Linked DNA regions of Bombyx mori: region 1 is linked to region 2. A link is a contact called in public Hi-C data. All regions are on one chromosome and are shown on one strand. The core of a region is the stretch at or near the end of the contact, and the rest is flanking DNA. Distances in the headings are between cores, read along the strand shown.

What was found. A called contact is a pair of places that touch in the nucleus more often than the background predicts.
Region 1: a Hi-C map of middle silk gland shows a contact between it and region 2, with 1.8 times the contacts expected there. The contact joins the enhancer-like site here to the promoter of LOC101746519 in region 2. A contact is called at or near these places in 3 of 7 Hi-C or Micro-C datasets (middle silk gland, midgut and whole pupa).

The regions. Positions count from the first base shown.
Region 1 is chr22:15,302,736-15,308,739 of ASM3026992v2, forward strand. It overlaps LOC101746519 (transcription factor cwo), which reads left to right. Exons shown (of 10, transcript XM_021347011.3): 8 at 575-709; 9 at 1,172-1,262; 10 at 1,746-4,600. The coding sequence ends at 1,939. LOC101737053 reads right to left here. Exons shown (of 11, transcript XM_038018986.2): 11 at 4,714-6,004. Among protein-coding and RNA genes, the nearest start is that of LOC101737053, 22 kb to the right of the region's middle. Within about 2 kb of position 1,931, at least 8 of the 8 cell types and tissues checked have open chromatin away from gene starts, as enhancers often do.
Region 2 is chr22:15,259,181-15,264,722 of ASM3026992v2, forward strand. LOC101746519 (transcription factor cwo) reads left to right here and starts at 3,881. Exons shown (of 10, transcript XM_021347011.3): 1 at 3,881-4,491. The coding sequence starts at 4,439.

The sequences.
Region 1 (6,004 bases), core at 681-3,180, 42 kb after region 2:
ACTTTATATTCACTGGTGGTAGGACTTCTTGTGACTACTGGTGGTAGGACCTCTTGTGATTACTGGTGGGGTAGGACTACTCGTGAGTCCGCACGGGTAGGTACCACTATGCTACCTATTTCTGCCGTGAAGCAGTAATGCGTTTCGGTTTGAACGGTGGGGAGCCGTTGTTGGCATTTAATAATAAAAGTGTAATTCAATAATAAATTAAGATTTTTATTACACGATGTTAATCCTTCACCGTGGAAGTCGATCGTGAACATATTTTGTTAAGTACGTATTTCATCAGAACAATTGGTACCCGCCTGCGGGATTCGAACACCGGTGCATCGCTAGATACAAATGCACCGGACGTCTTATCCTTTAGGCCACGACGACTTCAAAAATCTTGATTTTTACTCTCCCAAATATTACACCTGTCGTATTACAGTTCACTCTTTTATTTTATAAGACACCACCGGTGTACCGCAGAGCAGTCAAAAACAGAGCCTCATATCCTTATCGAGGTCGACCGGTGCGCACACTAAAACCACATTTATTGCTATTGTACCGAGAGTCTATTATTGCGTTACAGGCAGCTGAGCAAGCGGTGCGCATCGGTCACGGCCGCGTGTACTCACACAAGCGCCGTCGCGCCGCCAAGCCCGCGCCCTCCACCTCCACATCCGCGTCCGGCTCCACCGAAGAAGCCCGGGACACATCGCCGCAGGTAAACCAAACGGGATTTAGTTTTGTAACCGAAAACATATTCCGCGACACTAAAAAGAGACAGACATATACATATATGCCTGAGAGAGAACGAGATAGAGTATGTCTGAAGACTTAAGTACTACCGGGTGAGAAAAGAGGAACTTAATCTTGATCTTGGGGAGCTACCGGAGTCAATAGACGCTAGTGTGTCTGCAGGCACTTTGTGTCTTTTTTTATTGCCCTTTTAGGCAGACGAGCGTACGGCCCACCTGATGGTGAGTGGTTACCGTCGCCCATGGACTTCAGCAATGCCAGGGGCAGAGCCAAGGCACTGCTCACCGTCTGTCAACATCACGAGACGCTACCCTACTGAGTCTTGATATGTCATATAATGTTTTCCGGTAGATTCACTAACAAATGGTCCTGTAAAACTAATCGACTGTGTTGTAATTAAGTTTAACGATATCTCTGTTTAATTCAGGACACGTCTAGTGATTCGCCACATCATCACCATTACGAGAAACCTCCGCCTCCGACGCAATACGTTCCGGTATTCGCATTGAATGCTCTAGGTAATTATTCAATCGTAAATTGCAACAATACTCTAATTTTTTTTTATTATAACCGCTGGTCTATGTCATTGTTCCAATAATTATCTTACTGGTACCTGTGTAAATATAAACAAGTTTTATACGATGTGTACCAACATTTCTTCAACATATGTGTCTAATTTAAGGGTGTTATTTTAAGGTGAAAGTTTATTATTATGACGGATTTAAAGAAATATAGGAAAATTTTAATTGAGCTGGTAACTGTTTACTCAATGACTCTCTTGATAATTCCTTAAACTTGTCTAAAATAGAATTAAGTAAGTTTTAATTTACCTTATGAACAGTGATATTACCGTTGTTATAGACGAGATCGGAAGTTAGTACACAAGGAATCACATTTTAAATTCTTGTAATTATTTTAATACGTTTTCCGTAGAATAGTCGCTGTCCACTAAACCAACGAGACATGAAATACAATTTTTCTTATAAAAAATATTCTTACAGGAAAATATTACGTGCCACTGAGTGTAGACTACGCATGCTTGGCGCGTCACCTCGGGCCATATGATGTACTAGACGCTCGCGCGGTACATCTCTCTGCTCCGTTGCATCCTGTTACCATCCACGTCAACTTCCAACCGTGCCTAAACTATCACGTCAAGCGAGAACCAGCCGAACGCGAGTGGCGCCCTACTTAAACGAAGGTTCTGAACACTGGACTGTTTGGTTCAATTACCTTTGCCGAGTGACGAAGAACTTTGACGTGAATATTGGCGGGAAATTTAAAATATTTTTTTTAGTGCAGTTATCCGCCTGTACCGTTGAAAACGCGTTTATATTGTTATGTAATGTTACGTTTTAGTGTTAAGTTTTTGTTATATAACGTTGAATGAAGCGTCATATTATTTATATAAAATCGATAAACGGTTTGATTTGCATTAACGTTACTTATGGTTTCCGTGTTGAACCATGAACATTCCTGTGAAATTACATGGTATATATAATGGAAATACATTTGCAATTTGGTTAGTCTAGTCAAGATTTAAAAATTGTTATAAACTAAATACCTACAATTGTTGTTAATGCTTTTTATTTTTTTAACTTATCTAAAACATCGACTCTGTTTCCAGTCTAATTCATTTATTTATATGAAATCGGTGCCAAATGTGTATTAATATATGCTATCGAAATTTTAAGTTGTGTTCGCGTATTTGTCTTATTTTGTCGGTAAATATTATTTTTTAGATAATCGATAGACTTATACTACATTGATGGGGGTCGAGTTTCTTGGAGTCGAGCGATTCAGTGGTCTTAGATACGGCTGTGATATAAACGTACAGAATGTAGACTAATAAATAGATTTAACGGTGTCTTCATATATATTATGGCTTCTGAAATAGAATAAAAAAACATTTTTTTAACAATAGTTTGTTATAAAGGATTTTATATTTAAATACTTTGTTATTCCATACATTTGGGAAATTGTTTAAAATTTGCAGCTAGTTCAGATTATAACCATACGGGAACAAAAGTAGTCTGTATTGTACAAATATTAAGTTACAAATGTATTTTTTTTTTGTATTGTATTTGGCATAGAATTTATTAATATGTATGTGCTTAAATAACTGCTCTCCATTATTTGCATGATGGAGAATAGGCTTAAGAGTATAAGATACTTTAAATTGAATATGTAAGCGTAGCAGTGTTCAAATTACAAACGTCCAAAAATGGCTCTGAGCTAAGATGTACAGATGGATTTTAATGTACATTTACGAAACTTTTTCTTATAAAGTAATTTGAATCATATTAATGCAGAGCGAACTGTATGCATCACGAAACTAATTATGTACATTTTGCATAATGTCGCTGTCAAACCTAAATCTGTTATGTGCAAGAATTAACGAGTAAAACATTTTCGTATAAAATTTTATATGAGTATGAATTTTTAAGAACTACATCAAATGAAAGCTATAGATAAATATTAAAGATACAGACACATAACAGTTTTTTTATACGGTAGATAGGGGTGTGAATCATACGAAAAGGTCAAAAAGTAAAAATCTCAAAAAGTGCACATAGCAGATTTTGGTTTGAAAACGACGATAAGTTAATGTCATAGGTAGATTGATTAAAAATGTATGTACCCAACATACAATACTGAGAAAAACATTGTATCAGTTCTGACGTGAGACCGGAGTTTACCCTTTAGAAGTGCTGCAATCTTGTCAGATACATAATAATATATCGCTATGTTAAGAGTTAATAAATTTTGAAACATTCTGCTTAAATAGCGCTAACAGAATATTAACTTACTAATTTAAGACTAATAAAGTTAACATAAATGACTCTTAATTATTATTTAATATTTTCGAGAATACGGTTACACGTGAGGTAAACCGATAAACCGTTAATATAACTCTGAACAGATCTAAAATATAATTTCAATTTTAGACATTACTACAGATTTATAATAAAGACATGTTTTTTAAAAATGCCTGTCATTATTTTATGTCGTTTCTTTTAAAAAATTAATAAATATGACGTTAGATAATCATGCCAATTGATTACAATATGATTTGTTATTTAAGTGTCATATCAAAACGTTTTTTTGTTATCGCTTGGTTTTACTGCCACCTATCAAATTCAAATACGAGAGAGCTATGAATGAAATCGATTCATAAGGAGTAAACTCCAAAAATTTGTTCTAAAAATAGAATAGATAAATAAATGTATATAATATACATTAGGCATTCAATCTTAGATTTTCTATATAACGTCTAGATGCCATATATTACTAAAAAGTAACATAAAAAAGAAAGTTTGGATTTAGGACAGAAATAATCAATATAATATGAAGTTAAGCCTATCGGATAGTTATAAGACTGAAATTTTATTTAACTGAAGATATCGTAATCGTATTTTCGTATCAAACTTTAATGTTTCTTAAAGAATTTTGAGAACATTTTGATAAGCAAATTGTTATATAAAATTTGTAACTGTCACAATATGAAACCGATGTTCATGTTCCTAAGTCAAAATATTTTTTTATTAAGAAATACGGTTTGCTCAGATTTTTAAAATATAAAGGGAACTCTAGTTTCTTTTCAAATATTACACGGTATTATCAGGAAAATATAATAATGAATTTTCACGCGAATCGTGTATGAAAGAAATGTATATATAATAATTAAAAAAACCTAGTCTAAGTTTTAAGGACCAATGAAAGATTACGAGATATGTGGATCGGCGGGTAAAATAAGATAAATACAGTAAGTAGCTATGTAAATGAATGTAAAGAAAGAACGTTTTTATAAGAACTGAGAACAAATAGTTTAAGACAAATAAATATTTGTTATGTATGTAACATTGTTTTATTGACAATCCTTGCAAAAGCATCCGATAGCGGTTTTTGGTGCGTTCCACTCTCTTGACTCCGAAATCGGCGGGAAGGTATGGCGCTCAATCAAACAAGTTTTTATGTAATTATTATCATAACATTTTTTATTCTATATTATTTAAATTTTACATGCTTAGTTCAAACATTGACAGAAAAAAAATTAACATCAGGATAATAATACACAGGCTGCACGGAATCGATCCACTTAGCGTTCACAAAAAAAAAATACATTGCAAAATATTCCATTGTTACATCGAATGACTTACCAAGATATTAGAATAGCAAGGTGGGTGAAGTTACGAAGGAAAAAAATAAAGGAAATAAAATAATTAATGTATGGCAAACGATAATAGTGCACGCTTTTTGTTTACAATAACAAAATATAGCTTTTCACTTATACGTAACGTGTACATATATAACATATACATGTCAACTACTTGATGATAATAATAATAATAATATATAAGAAATATTATCACATAAAAATTTCACTACACTACCGAAACAGTCAAAGTACATTTAGTTGTGACAACAGATATAAGGCGTTTTCTTTTTAATAATCTACTACGTCCATTTATTATTACAGCCTAGATTATTGCGTTCGTTACTTTATCGTAAAATTTCAGTCACATCAAAATGCACCTTAACAAGAGAAGCAAATTTACAGTCTATTATTTAAAAAAAAACAGATCAAAATATTTACATATACATTATATCTCTCTTGATAGACTGGCTGCTAATACTTTCCATAAAATCGGTTACACAAAAAACACTATTCTCCCTTTTTATAAATTACAAAAATACTTTCTAAAAATCGTGAATTAAATATGTAAGTTGTTAAAAATCTTTTTTTTTCTCGAATATTTTCTTCTACAACTAACGCGTGCCTTGTAGGCTTATTATTATTGCAACGTATTAACTACATACTAGATACCTTAATAAAATTATGCATATCTCTGACAAAACATGTGAGTTTTAAGTATTATGTGCCGTGAGTTCAATCATCCACGACTTAAAAAAATAATAATGTGATGTAGCTTATTGCTTATGGCTTGTAAAAAATTGCACTCGAAAAACTGCGAAATGGTAATCAATAATTTCATTATTATCTAAGACGCTCTTATTATTAAGTTGGTACATGTCGTGGACGACCAACGTAAACTTCACTAAGTGAAAAAAAAAAACAGTAAAATAAACATTTATTTTTAGTTTGAAATATTATTAAAATAAAAGCAGCCAACGTTCTAGGTCGATTCTCTAATCGAGAAAGAGCATAAATTTTATCCAAATTGAGAGTTATTTTATGTGAAGTTCATTGAGCAAAAATTTGGAGGGAGCGACATCATTCACTGGGCTGTAACAAACT
Region 2 (5,542 bases), core at 2,631-5,130:
GTTTAAGTAGGTTTCAGATTAAATAAAGAGTGAAGAGAAAAGAAAAAACTGTATATGAAATTTTTCTATTGCGTTTAAAGTAGCATTTTCTTCTGATTTCTGATAATCAATTTAAATAACTTAATTATTTTGTATGGTATGATACATTCGCCTTTCCAGTTGGAAAAATACAACAACAACTACTACTACTGACATTTGACAAGTACTTAATTTCAATAGTAGTTTGATGTCACTTCCGTTGCATACCTGCGTGACGTTCTGTAAAAATTTTACCCCCAAGCGCCTAAAGAAGTTTCACTTCAAAAAAATATTATGATACTCATATAATTATTTATTATATAAATATAAACACAAGGAGAAACCCTCTCCCCAAACCCCTTATCAGCTTGTATCCTGACAGCCTTAATCCAGCTCATGCAAATGCCAGTCACCATTGACGCCCGATACACACACTTACGGATCGACACACTATTTTTAGACGCTTACAGCTCTGATGCCAGGATCAGGCATCACACTAGTATCCGTACTAGTCGAACTCATCGAAGAGTTCAGCTTCTTCTTTCTTCTAAAATCTAGCACATATCATCAGCCCGGTGAGTTCCTTCCCGGAACTGTTTCGCGAGCTGTAGGGCCTCCTTCGCAGGTACTCGGACTACTGTAAACAAATATAACTCCTCCTGGCTGAACCGTGCTACCCACATAAGCTGGCGAAGCTTGAAAGGCCCTCGATTACCTTCCATCCCATTAAACGAATAACTATAGCCCTGTGTTCGACTTCGGCAGGTCCCAAGTCTGCTTTTGGAGACTCCGTTCATGTAGGTATTGCAGTTTGACGACAGATTGATGCAGATTTTTTTGGTAGTGGAGCGTATAAGCCCCCACCATCCTGACTATTCCTACCGCAAAACAATCTCACGATCCAGATTGTAGAGTAATACAATAACAATTAAGACTTTGACCTCATGTCCTCATGTTTTTTTTTTTTATGTTTGGAATACATATTTGTTAGTATTATTATTATTATCATGTCTCAAGTTGGATGGGGGCTTTTACGTTTGTGTAAAAGCCTAGCTTACACCAGATGAACCACAGCCCTGAGTTTGTAAAAATATTTTAGAACGACCATGGCTGCTCTGAAAAGAGCGAACCGACTGAGAAGAAGAACTAGTTGTCTTGCACGAAATTCAATTTCAAGTTTTCTTCAATTCTTCAAAATTAAATAAGAGTGTACTGACTAGTAATAAAAAAAACTAAAATATCAGAAAAGCGTCGGAAATTGTTAATTTAACTTGACTGTGTAAATATTTGTTTTGATTACGAAATCCGGTAGCAGTGGTTGGTGATTATTTCTTGCCACAGGAACTAAAAAAAGGTGATATAAAAAGTAAAATTTATAGAATAATAATAAACCAAAATCCGGCGATGTGCGTTCCCAATTTATAATAGGTACCTATGCATAACTAGGCCCGTTATATGGGAGCTTAAAGTATTTTTCGCATGACGGCCGTAAACATCGATGAGAGTAGGAAATAAGCGTGTCATTGATTAAAAACCGTATTGTTTGGATTATATTATTATGTTTTAAACTTATGTCGTTCAAGCAACAACAAGTTGTTGACAAATAACAATTGACCTTTCTTTATTGGGGTACCTAAAGGCACCGTTAGTGGATCGGGAGGATCCGAAATGACGTGTTTTGGACGACTTCGACTGTTTACCTTTTGATCCGCAAGATTGGCTATGTAGTTCCTGGCGGCCACGATGAGAGGATTCTCGTGCCGTGCCGCATTATCGAAGTGGCGTATTGATACCGACTGGAGATACTTACTGATGGACTCTAGGTCCAGGTCGTCGTGCAGTCGATGTACCTGACGAACCATGGGGCTCCGACGCAGTGACGTAGCGTGGTGGGGAGGCGGCCCGCCCCAGGCGGCACTTTTTAGAGGGCGGCAAAATATCACAATAAATAATAAAAATATTTGAACCATTTCATATTTTTATCGCAACTACAAATTTGGACCGATTGAACTGGCAAAACTGTCTATACTGACTCGCGGGGATTCCCCGTATCTTATAATTAAAGGAAGTACCTACGTGTGCTTTGACAATTCAAAGAAAAAAAGCGCCTTATTCACGATCCATCTTGCTGTACGTCCCGCCAAGGCCATGCACGATGCACGATGCATTTAGCGCTTTATTCACGATCCATCACGGCTGTACGTCAGCTCAAGGCCGCAAGCGCGAACAGTATAAATCGAACGAATTAAATGAGAGAGTTTTAATTTATTTAAAATGCCAGCTGTTTTATCAAAACGCCAAAAATGGGAGTCCTGCTGATGTTGTCAGCTGCAGCAGCAGAAGAGAGGCAAAAAATAGCAAGAGGTTTTGGATGATTTTTTTAAACGTGCAGAGTATACTCAAATAATTAATATCATTTTTTACGCACGCTATCAATCCTTGCAGCTTCCCCTAAAATGGACCTAAAAAATTGTAATACGTTTATTATTTTTTGTTTATTCATATAGTCTGCGCTTGAGACATTCCACAAACATGTGGAACTTATATCTTTCAATAAATCTTGAAAGTGTTTCACGATCCATTTTGACGTGCAGTCTCCTCTCGAAGCAAGCTCTAAATGTTAAATTTGCTGTACAGCAAGTCTACACACGATCAAGCACGCACGACGTAGGACCGCTCTGACGTACGTCAGCGTTATTCACTGTCTATCTGCACGACGTTCGCGGTGGTGGGGGCACTCGCTGGACGCAAAATCGGTCGTTTTTTTTTTTTTTTTTTTTCCTTCCTATGCTGATAGCCTTGAGAGGCTATTTCAGCTTCACCCTAACGTGTGTAGGTGAGCTCACGGGGCTCAAACCGGAGAGTTGCTAACACTGACCCTAGCAAGAGCAGTGCTTCGCAGAATCTACCACCGGATCGGAAACGCGACCCACTGAGAAGATCCGGCGAGAAACTCAGTGGGCTGTGTCTGAGGGTTAATTTACTCGTCGAGCCGTACATCACAAGCGACGGGTTCGACGAGAACGATGACCGATGCTTGAGGTACCTAAAAGCACCTTTAGTGGATTGGGAGGATCCGAAATGACGTGCTTAGGGCGATGACGACTGTTTACCATTTGGTCCGTAGGATCGGGAATGTAGTTTCCGGCGGCCACGATGAGAGGGTTCTCGTGTCGTGCCTTTATCGATGTGGCGCATCGACGCCGACTGAAGATACTTACTGATGGACTCTAAGTCCAGGTCGTCATGGAGGTCGACGTTTCTGACGTACCACGGAGCTCCAACGGCTATTCTGCAAAAACGGGATTGAATAACTTGTAATGATTTGAAGTTAGTGCGGGCCGCGTGAGCGAACAAACACTACGCTTGCATAGGTCATAACGGGGTGTATGCAAGTTTTGTAGAGTGCCACCTTATTTCTAAGGGCAAAACTTTTCTTCGAGCTTCATACCGTACGTTCCGGAATGCTCTAAGAAATTATTTGAGATGATCTTTTTTATCATCTTACCACTGACCGTCGTCGCATCAAAACGCAATTTATACAGATTGTCCTTACATTAACCTTTCCGCTTCAACTTGAAGCGGAAAGGTTAATTAAACTTATCCTTGAACTTCAAGGATAAGTTTTACTAGGCAATAATAATACACAACGCGGAATGCATTTCATCTCGCTGCGTTACTGAAGCTTAAGCCATGTCCAGGTCTGAAAGTCCAAAAATCACGTCAACAAAACCTTGATAGGCAATAAATTATTTGCAAACTACAAAGGTAACCTGAAAACTTAAATTGGTTACAATAATATAAGAGACAGATCGGCAGCCGGGCTACGGCGCGACACGAGTCACGTCATAGTGGTTGTGGTCACGTGCGTCTGAGCGTGGCCTAACACAGCGGCTCTCAAACATTGTATTAAATGTATGTATAAGTCGCCCGCCCTGCTTACCGTACGAACATACGTTCTAAGTAATACGACATTACGTATAAGTCTATTAGGTTAGACCCTCAGAAAGTTTTCAAGGAAAATCCCGAAGCACGGGCTGAATAATGTGCTCATTAAACAGCCCCGTGTCATATTTTGACGCTTTGATCGGAGTCACATGACTCGCACCGGCCGGCATTCTATCGCGCCGCGCAGAATTCATCAGAATGGCTGCAAAGCGCTCGCTGTGATGACGTGTGCACTACTTTATTCTATATGCAGTTGAATACGACCAAAACAACAATTTATAATCGTATTGTTCGCATCAATTGAAAATGGATTGCAAAGATTTAACATAACTAAGTGTCTGCTTTAGTGTTTTATTTGCTTCGGCGGAAATGTGATAAAGTTTTCGAATATTAAATTAACAAGTGAGTGTTGATTTTGTAAAAAAAATAGAACAGTGAGTGTTTTTTGTTTTTGTTGTGATACAAAGTGAATATGGAAACACGACATTATTGGGAGGAAAACGGACATGCCGTTAAATACGACAAGTAAGTGGAATACTCGATTAATTCATTTTAAAGATGTTGTGGTGATATTAAAATTATGTGCCAGAGGCCTTGAAATACAAAACTAATTGCTTGAAACTGGACATATCTGATTGAGAGGAGTTGTTCGAAGATGAAAGCCATGCGTATGGAAGTTTATAACAGTAGTAACATTTTTTTTTTTATTTAGTATCGTGGTAGTGTTTGTTTTGTTTTAGTTGTATTATTTATTATGCTTGTAATGGGCATAAGTAATTCAATTGCAAATTAAGGATACCTATCAAACGATCGATTACACTTCTATCTTTTGGGTACTTAATTAAACTTTTATGCCTAGTTTTCGTGACAAATTTAATTGAGACTCATTGAATAATTTTATTGACTATCACTCGAACTCAAGATTGCGTGATTAATTTCAATGAGTACTTAGGTATCTATAGAAAAAAATGCTTAAGTTTTATCACAAACTTTAACCAAAACAAGTTTACTAATCTTGATGGCATCTTTAGCATTGACCGATAGACGTCTTATGAGTCCGCACAGGTAGGTACCACCATCTTCTTGCCTATTTCTGCGTTGTAGGTACTTACTGTTAAAAGTGAAACCTTAGCACTAATATCTCAATCTCATTGGCGGTATTTACATTGTAGATGTCCATGTGGAGCCCATAGCTCCAGTAATCACTTAACATCAGGTGGGCCGTGAGCTCGTCCACCCATCTAAGCAATAAAATAAAGTCGTTATTAAAACGCAAAAGTAACTATTTATTTGATTTAACACTCAATGCTATTATTATTTAGGTTATAATATTTACTAGCAATAAATTATTCTTATTAATTACGATACGACGCGACTAGGTATAATTTTATTATAATATAAGTGTTTACTTACGTTCGTACATAAGTGCAGTTATGTATATAAAAATAAATCTATAATTAGATACTGTACTTACTATTGTAATGCTGTTTTATTTGTTATATTAATAAAAGAAAACAGTACATAAATTACTTCCCATTTTGATTTTCTTAAAATATTCAGAGGACTTTCATAGGAA